Linked DNA regions of Hordeum vulgare: region 2 is linked to region 1. A link is a contact called in public Hi-C data. All regions are on one chromosome and are shown on one strand. Each heading gives the region's core, a stretch centred on a gene start, on an enhancer-like site or on the middle of the called end of the contact. The rest is flanking DNA. Distances are from core to core; before and after follow the strand shown.

Evidence for each region. Hi-C and Micro-C count contacts between places; a contact is called where the count stands out from the background.
Region 2: a Hi-C map of leaf shows a contact between it and region 1, with 2.7 times the contacts expected there. The contact joins the promoter of LOC123427051 here to the promoter of LOC123427048 in region 1. A contact is called at or near these places in 4 of 6 Hi-C or Micro-C datasets (leaf, seedling and an unstated tissue) and 1 of 1 datasets of contacts at active chromatin or transcription factors (embryo).

The regions. Positions count from the first base shown.
Region 1 is chr2H:533,994,295-533,997,564 of MorexV3_pseudomolecules_assembly, forward strand. LOC123427048 (serine/threonine protein phosphatase 2A 57 kDa regulatory subunit B' theta isoform-like) reads right to left here and starts at 1,272. Exons shown (of 2, transcript XM_045110985.1): 1 at 1-1,272. The coding sequence starts at 600.
Region 2 is chr2H:534,436,918-534,439,934 of MorexV3_pseudomolecules_assembly, forward strand. It overlaps LOC123427051 (glucose-6-phosphate 1-dehydrogenase, cytoplasmic isoform-like), which reads left to right and starts at 1,677. Exons shown (of 16, transcript XM_045110988.1): 1 at 1,677-1,897.

The DNA of each region.
Region 1 (3,270 bases), core at 22-2,521:
TGCATCTGTCTCTTGCGACGCTACAAATCTCAAGAAAACCTCATAAACAATCTGCAGGTGTGACCACGCTGGGTCCATGAGAGGCTCTTCTTCCTCCATATCAACTCCTTCGATGGCCTTGTTCTCACGAGGAGTGGGATTCGAGCTCCGGAACAAGTTAATTGCGACCATCTTGCTGATCTCCAACATGATGACCTCCGAGAACTTTCCATTTGCAGAAGTGACATAATCAACAAGCTCCATAAGCGTCTGCCGCTTCATTTCCTTCTCCTTCAAGTTCTTGGTCGGATCGGCAAAGTCATACACAGCACAACAGAGGGTGGCCTTCCTGACAAACAGATTCTGCTTCTCCGAGACCGGCACGTCCTTGAACGCTGGCAGCGGCTCGTTGGAGTGATACACCACAGCCCCATTCATCGCCGGACTAGAAGCTGGGGCCAGGTGCTCCGCATTTCCTGCCCTCTTATTCCCACCAGGCTCCACGCTCCTCGCAACGCTGTAAGAGTTGGACGGCTCGTTGCCGTTGCCCGTGGCAGCATCCCGGCCATCGCCGGCCTTCCCTGTCTTCTTGGGCAGCCTGCCAAGGATCTGTTTAATCATCTTCTACCAGCACAGAGGCACAGCACAACCTACGAGCAGCCCAAAACCCTAGCAGTATCCCAGCACAGCAAATCAGCAGCAGGAACGAGGAGGGATCTAGGCGAACCCTCGCAGCTCCTGAACTCACCCCCCCAGCAGCACAAGAGAGATCTCCTCCAAGCAGCAGACAAACCCTGGCACCACGGACCCGAGCCGCCGGCACGGCCAGATCACTGGGACCGATACGGATCAGGCCTCGTCCAGGAGGCGCTCCACCGGCCGGACGTCGGCGGATCAGGCGACGCCCCCATCGCCACGCCCTCCTCCTCCTCCTCCTCCTTGCAGAATAAAAAAATAAATACGGAATCTTTCGGCTCCACCGGCCGCCAAATCCAGGATCCAAGAACCGGCGGCGGAGGACGGGAGTGGCGAGATTGAGGGTGGAGGGGGGGAGGGTGGAAGGGGAACCTTTTGTTGGGGTGGCTGGACCTGGAGGTGGAGGTGGAGGGGGAGCTGTGCTTGCTTTTGCCCGGCCTTCCTCTGGATTTGAGAGGGGTCGAGGTCCCCAAAAGTGGCAAGGGGGGAAGAAGAGGAAGGGAGTAGGAGTAAAAGTTTGTGCCGGGCGGAGAGCGTGGGAGTCGGAGGGCAAGCAAGCAAATCCGGACAGAAAGCCAGCCAAGGAGACTGGGAGAAGAGAGTATTTTACCCCAACTGGCTGGCAGGGGTGGCAGCTGGGCGAGAGTGCAATTAATTGCCTTGTTCTTGCCCGTTTCTCCTCTCGATTGGAAGTGGGAGCCTTCATCTTCATTATCATCATCATCGGTCATCGATGTCGTCGCAAGAGTAGAATGCCTTCATTATTTCCTTTTTCAGATGATTTCTTTTTTATTTTAAGAGTTAATTTAGTCATGGTTTTGAGTCTATGTTTGTTAATTTATTTGTGCTTTATTAATATTAGGGGGCCTTTGATGATGTTTTCTATGAGTTATGGGAAGCAAATGTGGCAGCACATGAGATAGCTAGATCATTTTTGTTTTATTCAGATTTTTGTGCCTCGGGCGATGAGCCTCCTATTTTTCTTATGCGGATGCTTATAAATGATGTAACATTTTTTGATAAGGAACAAAATGCCATCTGGTTTGCTTGTAAAAAAAAAGTATTAGCGGGAGAAAAACGAGAAGGACTTCGGTACAACCCCTAAACGTATAAGGGTAGTATTGTATTTACGCCTTATGTATACGGTATCCATCGCATGTTGGCGGTGTCAAAACCGGCAGATCTGGGGTAGGGGGTCCCAAACTGTGGACCTTGGATCGATGGGTTGCATGAGAAGGGGGAGAAATTTGTTTACCCAGGTTCAGGCCCTCTTGATGAGGTAAAATCCTACGTCCTGCTTGATTATATTGATGTGGATGATTACAGAGTTGATCTACGTCGATATCGTATATGCTAAACCCTGAATATCGATGGGTTGCACGGGAAGGGGGAGACATTTGTTTACCCAGGTTCGGGCCCTCTTAATGAGGTAAAACCCTACGTCCTGCTTGATTATATTGATGAGGATGATTATAGAGTTGATCTACCTCGAGATCGTATACGCTAAATCCTGAATATCGATGGGTTGCAGGAGAGGGGGGAGACATTTGTTTACCCAGTTTCGTGCCCTCTTGATGAGGTAAAATCCTACGTCCTACTTGATTATATTGATGTGGATGATTACAGAATTGATCTACCTCGAGGTCGGATACGCTAATCCTAGATGATTCATCCTCCTCTACACGGATGAGAACCTCTGGTTTATATAGATAAAAGGGGTTTTAGGGTTTACAAGTCACCGACCTTTAGCCGGGGATAGACATGCCGATTTAGCCCTATTCGACCTGGATTACATGCCAATCTTAGGAGCTTTCCTTCCCGAGCACGAGGTCGTCATTATCTGGCTTCGGTGTAGTGGCTCACGTGGTCGGCCCTCCTAGTGACGGGTCGGCTGCCCGAGGACCTCTTAATCCTGGACTCCCTCACCCGCCGTACGTCCGCCCGCCCACGTACGCCCGCCCGCCCCTCGTACGTCCGCCCGCCCACGACGCGTCAGTGGTTGGTTGGATAAAAAAAAGACGACCTTGCATCCCTCGTCGAACTAAACTTATCCTTCTCTGCCGCCATCGTGACTCCACCCTGCTCGTCTCCGCTGTTGTATCTGCCCTGCTCGTCGTGACCACCGACACCAGCACGGGTCGCGCCGTAGTCTCCGCCCGAACAGTGCTCCACCACCGACGCGTCGACGCCCTTCTCGCCGTGACCATCGCCGTGATCTGTAAAAAAACACGCTCCACACGGCAGCGGCGGCAGTGACCGACACGGCGTGTCCACGTTCGAACGATAATATGGTAGCCACCAGCGCATCAGCATCGAACCCCGCGTCCGATGTCGTCTAACCTTCGACGACCGACAATAAGTTTTTTCATTTAACCCATGCGACTGTTGACGATCTCATTGTATACGCTATGATGTTGTGGGATGTTGGCATTGATCTAGCACCTTTTTGAAGGTGTATTGATGGGGGGAGACATCGAATATGTCAATGATGACTCTAATAGCGAGGATTGATCCTCGTCAATAAATGCAAACAAACTGCCCGAGGCAACTATATGAGTGAGGATGAACCGTATAGTGCGAATGTAAGTATTGTGA
Region 2 (3,017 bases), core at 427-2,926, 440 kb after region 1:
TTACTCTTGGGTGTTTGAGCACCCTAGACAGAAGAGGTCAGCTTGAAGCCACATTCCATTGTAGTGAAGCTTCGTGGTGTTGTTGGGATCCTCCAATTTAAGTTGTGGAGATTGCCCGAACCTTGTTTGTAAAGGTTCGATCGTCGCCTTCAAGAGCACCACTAGTGGAATCATGGCATCTCGCATTGTGTGAGGGCGTGAGGAGAATACGGTGATCCTAATCTCTTCTTAGGGAGCATTGTGCCTCCACACCGCTCCAATCAATACATACTTCCCCTCAAAGGGAGCATTGTCCTCTATTCCGTGGAAGATTTGGGATTTCACAAATGCTTGTATCTTGCATAGCTTACACCACTCTAGCTCAACCACTGCTAGCAATATTAGCGCTGAATTTAACCTCTAGGATCATAGGTTTACCAAATCGACCAACGAGGTAGCTACCAATTCCTAGTGAGCCTACCTATTTTCACGCCTTGGTGTGACCTTGTAGGACTCCTTTGGTTTGCTCCATACTAAAAATGCAGGAATAGAAAAACACATGAAAATGGCATGAATGCATGTGCAGAACATATGATTGGTAAACATAGGAATGTGTGTTTGTTTCAGGAATTGAAAAACACACAAGAATTGTAGTAAACCTGGTCAAATCATGGTCAAACCACATGTAAATGTAGAGTTAGAATGTTATTATGCTACTAACGATATTAATTTTATTCTGTGTGGTCCAAATGGATGTTACTGTGTTTTTCCTTTGATTTGTGATCAAAGGGATTTTCCTCATTGCTCAATTTCCTGAAATCGGAGGCATAAATAGTACCATCACAAGGAATCCCCTATTTCTATATTTATCCTCCACTTTTCCTACAAACCATATGAAAACGTAGCTTGAGTAATACTACATCCGTTCTGAATTGTAAGACATTTTGTTAGGCTATGAAAGCATCTTATAATTCGGAACAGAGGAAGTATATTCAAGTATGCACCCTCTCCTCCTAAGTATTTCCTCGGAATAATAGTGATTGCATTTTGTGCCTTTTATACATATGGGATTCTGGCTTCAAAATCATTTTTGTTGTTATTGAAAGTGCATGCAGTCCGCAAATACTCCCTCTGTTTTTAAATATAAGTATTTTAAAAGATTTTACTACACTCTACATACAGAGTAAAATGAATGAATCCATACTTAAAAAAATATCTATATATATTTGTATTTAGTTTAATGTAAAATCTCTTAAAAAATTTATATTTAAGAATGAAGGGAGTATCTCTGAGTGGTGAGTGATGACAGCATACATATGTCATCAAAATGCGGCCACTATTTCTTAAGCCACGAAATATGGTTTTCGTTCATTTGTGCTTTATACACGGGGACCATTTGCTAATCATGCAACTTTATCAAATCTCCAAAAGGAACCGACTCCACAGAGTCTAGAAGCAAGAGCCGCACATAAACTGTTTTGACAGTAGAAAATGTTGCAGTACTAGTATAAATATTTTTTGAGGGATGCAGTAGTATAATTAACAGACGGGGACAATCGACAACTTTTCCCTTTGCCGTTACGGCGCCCCCCTTTCACATAAGCCCCCTCAAGTCCTGGAAATTCCCAGCATCAGACACACGTACGCTTCGCGGTTGGTGGCACAGCACAGAGCGCGCAGCCCCCCTTCCCAGGCCGAAAGACGGGTAGGTAGTGGACAGGTGAGGCGAAAGCGGGAGGCGGCCGAGGTGACGCCGTCGTGGTATAAATGGCGGAGCTGCCAATCGCACCCAGTCAGGAAGGAAGGAAGGCGCCACCCCCCTCCCCCCTCCCCACTCCCATCCACCCAGCATCCCAGCAGTAACTCTCCCCCCTCCGCCCCTCCCACGCGGCGCGCGCGCGAATCTCGATCGCCACTGGTCAGTGATCCATCCCCGACCCCCGGCCGCCGTTAATTCTTCTCGCTCGTTTCTCGTGGGAGAGTTTCTCCTTGTTTGCTTCCGCGAGTAGGTCCGAGGTTCCTCGATCGGTGGCGGTTGCGTCGGCTCGTCGCAGCCCGTCTTGCTCTGCTACGCTCTGCCTGCCTTGTTCTGGGCGAGGCTTTTTCGGGAGGTTTTTGGTGGGTTGGGTCGCCGTCGCCGTCTCGTGCGCGCTTTTCTTCGGTTGTTTCTAGATTCTCTCCGCAAACCGCGCCGGGTTTCTGTCCGTGGGATTTTCCGGCGTTGGATCTCGTGTCGTGATGCCTACCGCGGCGATGGAGATGTTCTTGTCGCTCCCAGATTTCTCTCTCTCTCTCTTTGAGGATCTCCTAAGCCCGGTGTAATGGCGTTCCTTCGCTCTGGAGTACTATAGGAACTGCGCGTTTTTTCTGTTTCGGATGTTTCGTCGGGCCTTCTTTTTGCCGGAGAGCGGCTTGCTCTGTTGCGATGATTCAGGGAATGTTGTTTTGGTTTACTGTTTCGGTTCAGTTCTGCTACTAGAATTATTTACTTTTTTCACCGCAATTAGTTTTGCAAGATCAAACTCCGGATTCAAGCACGGGCTTATTTTCCTTATTAATAGCTGTTCAAATTGGAATTGAGTTGTGTATAGTAGTTATATGACTGATTTCAGCGTTCTTGAGCTGCGATGGGTGTAATCCTTAATGGTACATGTTGGTTGTTGGTTTCTTAAATTTTGATGGGGTCCTCAAACATTGCTATGTTGATCCTGGATGCGTAATGGTTTCAGTGTTCTTGACAGTTGGAGAGATAAGCTGTGATCACTTTGTTGTCAGAAGAGTAAGGTACACCCAGCATTACAAATAGTTCAGTTTAGGGAAATGCAATTTTGGATCTAGTCCTGTGCACTTTCTGTTTCCAGCTTTTAACGGCAACAGTAGTATAAACTGACAATGCATCGATTAGCCAAACAAAGCAAATCATTCATGCGTTCTGCTAGCTGATTTTGTCTGATACTGAATCTTCCATTTCAATGAGTCGCATGACAATTGTTAGGCTAAGTTCAGATGATCTTACCATTTAATCATATCTTGCTCAC